Linked DNA regions of Sus scrofa: region 2 is linked to region 1. Evidence: chromatin contacts called from public HiChIP or PLAC-seq data. All regions are on one chromosome and are shown on one strand. Each heading gives the region's core, a stretch centred on a gene start, on an enhancer-like site or on the middle of the called end of the contact. The rest is flanking DNA. Distances are from core to core; before and after follow the strand shown.

Region 1 (2,875 bases), core at 137-2,636:
CCTGATTGGTGACTAGACCACACACCTAGAAAGCTGCATTTATTCATTTAAAAAATGTCCTCAGCATGAACTGAGTGCCACGCACGGTTACATGTGCGAAGGGGCAGGAAGTACTGGACCACCCTACTCTTCCTCAGTCTTGGCCTGGGGTTGGGGGTGGGGTGGGGGTAAAACTGCCCTAATCCAGGGTCTCTCTCACTCACTCTTCAACAGGTCTTTGTCTGCCACTCCCACCACAAGCTGCTCCTGGGCTAGGATGCAGGCCACACTGAGCAACACTTTGTGGGCATTGTGTAGGCGGTCAAAGGTGCCACCTACAGCCCCTCGCTGGTGGCCACGCACTGGTTGCTTTGCAGACCTGGCCACGGGGGAGGCCGGCCTGATGGTGGAGGGTAAAGGGACATCTAGGGGCTGCACAGGCAGCATTCCGGGCCCATAATCGGGGTATAGCAGCACCGAAGACAGCTGCGGACAACAGCTGTAACAGCTGGTGGCATAACGCTCTAGCTGTTGCTTGACCGGGTTGTACTGGCTTCCATCCAGGGTCTGGAAGTCAGTCAGCACTACTTCCGGTGGGTGGGCCAGGTTCTGGACCGAGCTAGGCAGGGGAGGGAGAAAGCTCTTGGTTCGGATATTGGTCAGCAAAATTCTGACGTCCAGGTGCCTGTGGAGATCGGCGCCAGCATAGAGGTGCGTGATGAAATCGATAACTTCAAATGTGGCCTGCACGGGGCTAGACTGGGGCTGAGCCGGGCCCCCCAGGTTCATGCCGGGCTGCAGGTGTACATAGAGCGTGTGATTCACAAGCCGGGCCGCCGAGGTCAGGATGGGGGCCAGGCGAGGGACCAGGGAGGCCAGCGGCGTTGTCAGCACCAGGAGGCCCGATCGGAATACAGCCATGATGGCCCGGCCTGTGGACGGTCAAGGAGACAAGGCGAGGGTGACTGAGAGCTATGTGGCTGAGGCCGAAGACAACTGGGGGACCTGGACCTAAGAGGAGGGACGTGGACCTAAGAGAGGGGACTTGGACCAGGGACGGGGTCTCAGGGCGGACTGAGAGAGACCCGGGGGAGGGGACAGGGCCCAGGAAACGGCGCCTCGGGGCTACGCTCTAAATCTCGGTTTATCAACTCAGATGGAGCAGTGAATTCGCAGAATTGAATCGAAAACTTGGGAGGAGTGAAATAGGCAGGAGCTGCTAAGTCATTAGGCTGGGGATTCAGAAATCCTGGGCGCTCTTGATAATCACCAATATCTTCAAGGAATCGGAGGAGGGGACTAGAGGGGGCCGCTGAGGTTCGGGTCGGTCCCCTACTTACTGAGACCTCCGGACTTTGGTTCCGCGTGCACCACCGCGGAGTCTTCCCCCGCCGCGACCCGTTAACACTAGTTCCGGCGCTGCGACTCCGAGCTACGGAACCTGGAAAAGGCCAAAAATCTCAACTTTGGTGAGTCGAGGGATTCTCGCGAGATTTTTCATGGAGCGGGGCGCCTGCCTTTGCAGAGAGGCGGAGCTCGGTAGTTGGGAGGTGGCGTGAGACCACATTTAGAGAATCTGACGTGCCTGGACTAATAGAGCAAGGTCGGCTGGAAAGCCCGTTTCACGGGTGCCCTTCAGACTCTGAGAGAAGAGACTGGCTTTAGCTAGGTCACCCAGGAGACAGCGGCTAAAGTAGAACTAACAACTGGCTTCCCCTCTTAATAAATCGCGGGGACGGCGGTGGAGGTTATAGGGTAGTACTTAAATTAGGGCTTGGTGTCCCCAGCCCAGCGACTGGCGTCCTCCCAGTCTAGGATCCTCATGTGCGAGATCACAGAACCGTCCCCCCCACACACACCCCTGTGCCACCACCCAGTTTCACAGATGGAGAAATTGAGGTCCTGTATGTTCCAGGGATATTTAGGGAGGTGAGGACCGAGGTCATGTGCCGTGGCTCCCGTGCAGTACTCCCCACATCACCCAGAGTTAGTGATACGCCAGTTTTCCAGAGATAATAGCAGGAAAGCTCTGTGTGGGAGCTCAGTAGAGCTGCCAGAAGGTAGACCTTGTGAACAGGAGAAAGGAGAGACTTAGTGGCAAGGGTTTACCTAATGAGCGCTGGAGAGGGTGGAATTGGCAGTCGTCCTCGAGAAGCAAAGCCAAGTTGCCATCTGGGAAATTGCAGTAATGTGCTGTGGTTTATTTTCCCAAACTAAATAAATGCTCACTTTCATACTTAATTTTGTTTTTGTTTTTTGTTTTTTTTTTTTGTATTATTCCTAAAGAGGTCTCCCCAAATGTATATGCCTCTGGCCCCACAGAACCTGGATCTAATCCTAGAGTCAAGGATGGAAGAGTTATAAGGACTTAAGGACTTGAGGCCAAGCTTTTTTTCTTTTTTTTTTTTGCCTTGCCTGTGGCATGTGGAAGTTCCCGGGCCAGGGATCGAAGCCAGGCCACAGCACTGACCCAAGTCACAGCAGTGACAATGCTGGATCCTTAATGTGGTGAGGCACGAGGGAACTCTGAGACCACAATTTTCGCAAAGATATCTTAAGCTGAGTTTTACAGGACCCAATTGAAGACGCAAACTGCACACTTTCAGGAAATTCCCTGAGACATATGGACACACAGTCTCATATGCCTGCAGAGTCACTGTTCGAGGAGGTCATCTGGTGGACATGACCGCCAGTTCAGCCTTGAGCTGGACATGGGCAGCCAGAGGCTACTCACGCCTCCCCTGTCCTTGAAAGGTGGTCTGCCCACCATTCCCACAGTGGGAGCTGTTTCAAGGACACAGCCTTGAGAGGGCAGTGATAAACATGGACAGTATATGTGACTGAACCCAGTTAAGGCCTCTGTAGAAACTTGCAGGTTCTGGTGGGTGGGTGCGGA
Region 2 (2,875 bases), core at 124-2,623, 460 kb after region 1:
AGTAGGCACTTTAGAGAGGGCTGCTGAATGACTGGCTGGATGAACGACTTTTCTCTTCCAAAAACCTGAGCCTCTCCCATCCTCTGTTCCCCAGGTGCTAGGTGTGATTTAGCTTCCTCAGCACTGTGATAGGCAGGGGCCATGCAGGCAACTTACCAACAATGGCACAGACTGTTTTACTGAAGAAGGGGGATAAATCCTTTTTAAATTCCCTTGAGCCCCTCTTATTTTAGTATCCATTAACTCTAATTTTTTTTTTAATCTTTTTTTAGGGCCGCACCCACAGCATATGGAGGTTTCCAGGCTAGGGAACCTACACCACAGCCACAGCAACGCCAGATCTGAGCCACCTCTGCGACCTACACCACAGCTCAGGGCAACGCCAGATCCTTAATCCACTGAGCAAGGCCAGGGATGGAACCTGTGTCCTCATGGATGCTAGTCAGATTCGTTTCTGCTGAGCCACGACGGGAACTCCAGTACCGGTTAACTTTAATTTTTAACTTCAAACTCCCCCAATTTAACCTCAGGAAACCCCAATACAATTCAAGGCCACAAATATTATTGGTTTGAGTGAAGGGAGTTGCTAAAAAGATGATCAGGCTGTGTCCTTGCCCTCTCTGAGTTCCCGATCCAGACTGCATTTGACAAGACAAGCGTGCTGAGCAGGGAGTTTACATAAGGGTTGAGAGCAATGGGGACACTGTGGAGAAGGGACCTCACCCCGTGAGCTGCCTTATAAACTCCAGAGCAGAGTCTGGGGCCCCATGCCACCCTCCCTAGGTTTAATGCTGAGATGGCACTCCCGGAGGCTGACATGAAAGCAGCCTCATCAAAGGGTCAGCGTCATTAGGGTGATGAACCAGTTGGTGCTTGGAGATCCAGAGGGGATGAAAGGCGCGGTGTGAAGACGCCCTGCGTTCCTCTGGCTTGGTTGGGCAGGGCTTCTAGGGGCCGATGAACGCTGGGGAAGAAGGACTCAAAGTGTCTCTTCTTTCCTTTCGTGAAGGAAGCTGTGGACACACTCTCAAGGTCGAAAAGATAGTAGTGGGGGGGGGGGGCTCTTTCCCTCCAGGTCACAGGATCCCTACCCAGTCCGACTCTCCGAGCCTCACGGGAGACTCTCTAGGATTGGAAGTTGTTATGGCAACGAGGCTCTCAGAATACTGAGAAAAGCCAAAGCCTAGAGAGGAGACAGCAGCCTGTATCCCTCGTCCGACCCAAGGGTAAAGTGGCGCCCCCTACGCACAGGAACCGTCTCTGGGTCCCCGCCCCAGGGCGGAGACCACCGTGGACCTCCGAGGGCGGGAGGCCGCTCTGGCCCCAAGCAGAGCCTCTCGCTGGTAGACGGGCCCGAGGGAACCCCTCTGGGCGCAGCGCCGCCGAGCTGCTCGATGGTCCGACCGGAAGTGCTCTTCACCGCCGGCCTCCCACCCGGCTCTCTGGTCCCGGCGGTAAGATGGCGGCTGCCGCGGAGTGCGATGTGGTAATGGCGGCGACCGGGCCAGAGCTGCTCGACGACGAGGAAGCGAAGAGGTAACCGGGTGGCAGGGTAGGGGAACGGGCGAGCTTAAGCTCCGTGGCTCCGGGAACCCCGTCCTTGCCGTGGTGCAGCCCCTGTCGAGGCGATGCCCCGCCCTCCGAGACCCCCCCCCCCCAATCTGGGCTCGAGTCCGGATGGACCCCCTGAAGGGGCGCTCTCGGAGGTCGGCCCTTCCCTCCAGCTTCCGCCTGGCTGGGGAGCTGAGGCTCGGCCTTGTTTCCCCAGCAGAGAGGAAGGTCGTCCTCATTGCAGAGGCCAGGTCTCTGAGGGGATCTGGGAGGTTTGTTGCGGGGTGGGGGAGGCGGCGCAGTGGTGATGACGACTTCTTACATCGCCCCCGACCCCCTCCTCCTCTTGCTAACTTCTGCACATTGTTGTCTATCAGCACTTTGCATCGCCAGAACCCTCTTTTCTCTCTCCCTTTCCTCCGTAGTTATACCCCAGCGAGTACTAGTCTGGCCCGAGGTGATTGTGTGTCTTCATTATTGACCTGGTGGCCCCTCGGTTGCCCTAGAAGTTGAAGGTGATAAAGAAGGGTGAGGGGCTTGTCTCATGGTCTGCACGCCCAGCCCCCCGTCCCCCTCCGTCCTTCCTAAGATCCTCATTTTCCCCAGGACTATTTCTTAAGCAGCAAGAAGGAGGCCAGCTGCTTGGGCGCTGTTGGCGCTGCTGGGCAGCCGCAGTGGCTCGAGATTGCCAGTCCGGACTAGCCAAGGGAGCTGCTGAGTGAGTGGTTTTCGAGAACACTCTGGGTTTTGGCTACAGCTAAAGCAGGTTATTGGAGTGGGGTTGGAACACAGTTGTGGGTAGTCATACTTGTCCTAATGCTGGAGCGGAATTCACGAAAAGGTTCTGGAAGTTTGGAGCCCTTTCCTTATCAGGCGCAACTTAATTGACTACGGTTCCCTCGTTCTCCTTCCTACTTATTGCATATCTTTATATCAAGCCCATATGGCTTCAGTCTGGGTGGTTTCAGGTGGTGCGTAGTTCATGAGATCTGCAGTCAGGATTCTGAGGGGTATTTTGTTTGTTTGTTTGTGTGTTTTTACTGTCCAGGTTTGAAACATAAGGGGTGCTCAGGGAGGCAGATGAATAGTTACCAAGTTTAAGGATGGTTATTGCAGTCAGTGTCCCAAGTTCCTGACCTCTTGGAAGCCAAGAGCCTCACAAAGTGGAGTAGGCCCCTGGGATTTCAGAGACGTCAGGAAACCAGAGCAACTAGTCTCTCTCAGTTTTGAGCTTTCACAAACCAGTTACTTCCAGGTATTTAGAATTAAGCATCATCAGCATCATTAAGTAAGTACAAAACGAGACGCACAACTACCCCCAATA

The links. HiChIP or PLAC-seq counts read pairs in DNA pulled down with a chosen protein or histone mark.
Region 2: a contact with region 1 is called in an H3K27ac HiChIP or PLAC-seq map of alveolar macrophages. The contact joins the promoter of DNAJC7 here to the promoter of COASY in region 1. A contact is called at or near these places in 1 of 5 promoter capture datasets (fetal liver) and 1 of 2 datasets of contacts at active chromatin or transcription factors (alveolar macrophages).

The regions. Positions count from the first base shown.
Region 1 is chr12:20,261,346-20,264,220 of Sscrofa11.1, forward strand. COASY (Coenzyme A synthase) reads right to left here and starts at 1,387. Exons shown (of 10, transcript NM_213789.1): 1 at 1,320-1,387; 2 at 204-911. The coding sequence starts at 900.
Region 2 is chr12:20,724,564-20,727,438 of Sscrofa11.1, forward strand. It overlaps DNAJC7 (dnaJ homolog subfamily C member 7), which reads left to right and starts at 1,374. Exons shown (of 15, transcript XM_003131409.5): 1 at 1,374-1,536. The coding sequence starts at 1,460.